Linked DNA regions of Rattus norvegicus: region 2 is linked to region 1. Evidence: chromatin contacts called from public Hi-C data. All regions are on one chromosome and are shown on one strand. Each heading gives the region's core, a stretch centred on a gene start, on an enhancer-like site or on the middle of the called end of the contact. The rest is flanking DNA. Distances are from core to core; before and after follow the strand shown. Region 1 has its middle 27 kb from the start of Lpp. Region 2 has its middle 30 kb from the start of Lppos.

Region 1 (2,788 bases), core at 203-2,702:
GGTGTGCATTGTTCTTCAGCTTCTTGTGTTGCTTACATTAACTGCTGAAGATGTGCCCAGGAGCACATGAAAGGGAAATTCACCTGTGGGTCTGTGTTTGCTGATTGCATGTGGATGCGATGCAGGCCTTGAGGGAACTTTTGGGGATGCCCATAGTGAGGACCTCGTGCTGTGGAGACTGGCTTCTGGGGAAGCTCGGGAGTGGCCAGGGGAAGGTGTGCTGTACAGTTGAGCATCTGTGGAGGCTGGGAGTCGGCAGTGCTGTGGCAGGTCCAGGAGCTCTGTGCAGGGCTTTACAGAGTGGTCTGGTACTTTGGTAAAGGAAAGAGAAATTTCTAAGGGAAAAGGTATGGAAGAGGTATGAAGATGTGGGGAGGAATTTGGGACTGGCAGGATGGAATGCTCATGGAGGTGAGGCATTTGCCTCCAGTCAACAGATTCTCCAAGGCCTTCCTACAGGATTGGGTACTTCCCCTCAGTGAGTTGTGGGAGCTGCTACAGTGAGATTTTGGAGAAAGGCTGCTGCAAGATGACTCTGGTGTGCGTGGTGTTTGTTGTGTTTTGCTTTTACTTTTTTTTGGTATTTTGTATTTCAGTCTTTTTAGGAACTGTTAGGCAACTGTACCTCTGGGCAATGTGCCTGCCTGACTTTATAGGCCTTTCCTCCCTCCTCTTGCCTGCCTCAGCTCCTTCCCATGCTCCTATAATGAAGTGTGGCAGCAAGGCCTCTGGCACTGCAGTGTGACCTCAGAGCTGACCCAGTGCAAGCCCTTGCAGTTGTCCTCCCTCCCTCCCTCCCTCTCCCTCCTCCTTTCTGTCACCAGCCACCCCCAGCAGCTGCAGCCACAGCCCTCCACTCCTTTAAATAAATAAACCAGTCGCTCGAAAGGGTTCCAAGCGCATTAGTCACATATCCCAGAAGTTCAATACAGAATTATTTTGACAGCGAGCACAAGAAGGTGCTTTCTAGCTGAACGCACAGAACTTGCTTTTTCCAACTGGGCTTCCTGCCTCACAGGCAGATGATACGTTTTGTAGATGGAATGGCTGTGCTGTGATGCCTGCTTCCCGTGGTTGTGCAACAAACTTCTTACTAGCAAATGGGTCTGGGACCAGATATAAAACCAGGGTGGGGATAGGAGAGCTATCTCTCTTCCTCATTTATTAAAGTCTCAAAGGATCTGGAACAACGACTCCCCCATCAAAGCCCTCTCCGGTGACAGAGAGAGAACAGCCTACTCCCATAGGGCAGGCCGCAGGCACCTGTCCCTGGAACCCTCTTTTCCTCTTCTGCTTGTGTCTTCTGGGCAGGGAGGCGGAAGGCGGGAGGAGGGAGAATCAAGTTTTTATTGTGAGCATAGCTTTCTCACTAATAGCTTCCATGAGTCACTGGGAGATCTCTGTTTATTTATTTATCTGGCTCTCTCGTCCTTTTGAAAACCCAGGCCTCTGCGTGCTTTGAAAGTCAGGACAGCTCCAGTGGCCGCCATGCGGGCGGCGCTCCATGCACCCCAACTGAGTAGTGCGTCCAGAAATATTTTCTGACTCACGTATTTAGCACTTTCTATTGCTGTCACCGGGAAGGTTCAAGGTCCTGGCTGGCCTTTGGTCACAGTAGTTTAGAGCTCATATTGTCCACTTGGTATATAGAAAGAGGGATGAAGAGCACACTGTTGTTACCCAGGAGACATTTCCCCTGCTATTCCACAAAGCTCCTCACACAGTTCATTCCCTTCCTTCAGGGTCCTGCCGAGAGGCAGAAGGCCTATTCCTGAGCAACACTGCATGGGCTGAAGGTTTTGATTGGTTGTGATGGGGCTGATAAATCCTTTAGCCTCAGTGTTTTCTATGTTTTTCTCACTGGGATCCATTTTTAAAAAAACTCTTAACAAAAATCTCGTTGACTTCTACCCGGGGCCAAGTCAGCTGTTCACATTGGTTCGTCTCCATGGGACCCACTTGTAGAAACCACCGTGTCAAATGCTTCATGTGGAAACCTAGTGACTGTGCCCTGCCTTCTTTAAGTCTTTTGTCTCTGTCCATCTCCCGAGCCTGAGAACTTGGCATCTGTGCAGATGGGCCCCACCTGGACTTAGCATGGGCCTTGTTTGCCTACTCCAGACTGTTCTCTCAGTAGGTCTCAGCAGGCCTTCACACCTAAGTCTGCACTTGCCTATCTTGGCAACTCCTGGACTGTTGGCTAGTTCTTCATAGCTGTTCATAACACTGCAGTGACCTGACAGGGACACTCTCAAAACCTTTGCCCCAGTGTTGGGGACAAAAGCCTCTGTCACGGGAGCACCTTTGAGATGAATAACACAGCGTCTAAGCTGCTTTTCGGAAAACCTCAGGCTGAATTTGTCCAGGCAGGTGGCAGGTAGACATGGGTTTTAGCTCCTTGGCAACCAGCTGATGCCTCTCCAGCTGTGTTCATGTGGCACTATGCTCGTCTGCCCTTATGGTCACACATCATATTCTTACACTGCAAAGACATTTCTGGAGAACTCTTCCAGCTAAGGTTTCATTTGAGTCTTATAGTGACTTTAAGGCTATGGAGACCGAACTGAACAAGATTATGCCTACTTGTACAGGTTCACTCGTGGCAGGGAATTGTGGGAATTTGAACCTAGGCTTCGCACTGCAGCAGTCACTGTCAGTCAGCAGAAATCACAAATGCTATTGACAGGCTCAGGGTAATAAGAGCTTAGTTATTTGTCAAGCACTGTTAGACACTTCGTTAAAAGCCCATTTCTTCCTCTCAACTACTCTATAAAATAGGAATGATTAT
Region 2 (2,788 bases), core at 148-2,647, 130 kb before region 1:
AGAGAGGAAGGCAATGGGGGATGCGGGATGGGGAGAAAACTACCAATTCGTGCTTATTGTTTTGTGTCATTTTAAATAACAAATCTCCACCTCCACCGGAGTGATGGCTCAGCAGGTAAGAACACTTGTACAAACGTGAGGAACTGAGTTCGAATGCAGAGCACCCCTAGGTGTGCCCTAAAACCTAAGCACCCTATGGGGTGGATACAGGAGGACTTCTGAGGTTTGCTGACTGCCAGTCCAACTCTACATTCAGTGAGAGATCCTCTCTTAAGGAAATAAAGCAGAAAGTGGTCAAACAGGATACTTGATGTCCTATGACCCAGATACACAGACAGACAGACAGATAGAGAGAGACAGAGAGACAGACAGACAGACACTCACACAGAACAGAGAGACAGAAACAGAGACAGACAGAGAAAGAGAGACAGAGTCAGACAGAGACAGAGTCAGACAGAGACAGAGTCAGACAGAGACAGAGAGAGAGAGAGAGAGAGAGAGAGAGAGAGAGAGAGAGAGAGAAATTTTATTCTACCCTAAAGTCTACTTTCCAGCCATAAGGCCAACTCTGGTTTTGAGCACACACTGCACACATGAAAGCAATGGGCAAAGAGGGTAGCAGCTAGCTGCCCTGGATGGGGTTTTGTGCGTTCCTCTAAACCTCAGTCACGGCTACATTGTCAGCTTACAGTTCCTGTCACACAAGGCTGCAGCAGAGCTGTTTGTGATCCTGAGGGCAAGGCTCTCAGGAGGTGGGTGGTACTGCAAGGTGGCAGCAGCGACACTCTGGGAGCTCAGCTTTATCCTCTCTAGCCCCCAAGACAGTAAGTCCTTTCCCTTGAGAAACAGACTTCTGTGGGAAGCAGGAGGTAAAATATATAACCCACAGGACATCACACCGAGAAGGCAGGCTCCACATGGCATCCCTCACCATGACCTTAGGCAAATGAGAAATGAGGGAGCAAGGAGAGATAGAAGATGGCCCGAGACTCTTGTTCAACTCCAGTATTTAATATTTACAATTAAAATTACACAGGTCACTGTTTCTTTTTTTTTTTTTTTTCGGAGCTGGGGACCGAACCCAGGGCCTTGCGCTTGCTAGGCAAGCGCTCTACCACTGAGCTAAATCCCCAACCCCCAGGTCACTGTTTTTTTTGCTATCAGTTTGCCATGTGGGCCAAATGCCCTAAGTAGTCCCAGGGTATCTGAGGTTACATGACTTAATCCGGGCTCATGGAAGCAGTGCCAAAGGTGACCGATTCTTCAAAGCAGAAAGGATATTGAATTGCTCGAATTGCCCTAGCTCAGGGTGAAGTAAGAGTTCTCAGTAAAGGTCAGAAGGACAAGATTAAAGCTGTGGGCAGTCTGGGTAGAGACAGGGAGCTTTCCAAGCCTCAGACATCCATCCTTGTCCACACACCTGCCTGCTCCACCTGCCATACATAGCACAGCATTGCACAGGCCAACCTTCACAATGGCTCAGTTCCTGCTGGGACCTCTGAGGTCACCCACAGAAGATAGTCTTAACATTCCTACTCAGCAGGTTCCCAGACTTCCCGGAAGAGTTCTATCTTTAAAGAAATGTCTTAGGTTAGTGGCATCGAAAGGTCTGCCTCTCCGTAACCTTTACCACTGGTCTCTGCAGCCTTGCTCAACAACTCTCCCCTTCTCTCCGAGACACACCAGGCCTTTGGCAATGAGAGATAGAGCCATTGGGGCTGTTTCAGGTTAAAGAATACTCGCGATGCTGGTGAGATGGTTTTCAACTCTCTCACTATAAGTTCTCCAAACTGTCAAGCAGGCTGTGAGACTTAAGGGAGAGACAGATCCCACATGAGTGTGCACGCAACGGCAAGAGGCATTCCCTATGCAGATCACAAGAGCTTTTATTTAGGGTGAGTGAGCTGTCAAAAGTACGGAGAAAACATACAAATGTTAGACTGTACAAAAAAATCATTTTGCTACTACTGCTGATATCTGATACTACTACTACAAATAAAAACTGATAGATTAAGTCAGATCATATACTGGCTGTCTCCTGGGGAGGCAGAATAAGGAAGGCAGCTCTCTCTTGCTCTGGAAGCCACATGGTGGTGAAGACCTGGTTCATACTGAGACCCATACACACTGCCGAGGCTGGCGGACTCCGTTTCCCCCCCCCCCCCCATCCCTGTCGTTGTTGTCGATTGGTTGAGGCAGTTACCTTTGTTTCTGCCGTCTTCTTTTGTTCCCTTGACCCTGCTCAGATGCTTCTGGCTATGATTCGGTCACCAAAACCAGTGCTTGCCATGCTTGGCTTCATGCCAGAACCATCTTGGAAAACTTTTTTTTTTTTAGTATGAATGTTTTCCCCATGTCTCATTCTCGAGATTTTGAGTCATTTACTCTAGGGTGGGGCTAAGAGCCTGTATCCCAAACAAGCCTTTTCAGTGGTTCTTATCAGTCAAGAAGTGGGCTCCTCCCGCCCGCACTGGCAATCCAAGTACATCACTTGGCTTGGCTTCACCTGTGTCCTTGATAAACATGATTTTTCTAGGGAATCTCCTGAAGGATAAGACGGTGGAGAGAAGAGTTGGTGGTGAACCAGGCCTTGTGAATGCTGTTAAAGTTTTCTTTCACAAGTTAATTTTTCTTAGTTCTATGGGGGAAAAAATGTAGATAAAGCAACCTATAGGCGAAGTGGGCCTATAGATCATCAGATGTACAGAAATTTCAAAATGTCCAATTTCCTTTCTGTTAGGCAGGACCTTGATTAAACCAAAGACAGTATCTGAATATAGAGCCCACA

What was found. A called contact is a pair of places that touch in the nucleus more often than the background predicts.
Region 2: a contact with region 1 is called in a Hi-C map of psoas muscle, with 1.7 times the contacts expected there. The contact joins two enhancer-like sites. A contact is called at or near these places in 2 of 12 Hi-C or Micro-C datasets (liver and psoas muscle).

The regions. Positions count from the first base shown.
Region 1 is chr11:89,831,100-89,833,887 of GRCr8, reverse strand. It overlaps a transcript of Lpp not described here. Among named protein-coding and RNA genes, the nearest start is that of Lpp, 27 kb to the right of the region's middle. Within about 2 kb of position 1,452, at least 30 of the 93 cell types and tissues checked have an H3K27ac peak or open chromatin away from gene starts, as enhancers often do.
Region 2 is chr11:89,958,575-89,961,362 of GRCr8, reverse strand. No RefSeq gene overlaps it. Among named protein-coding and RNA genes, the nearest start is that of Lppos, 30 kb to the right of the region's middle. Within about 2 kb of position 1,397, at least 7 of the 93 cell types and tissues checked have an H3K27ac peak or open chromatin away from gene starts, as enhancers often do.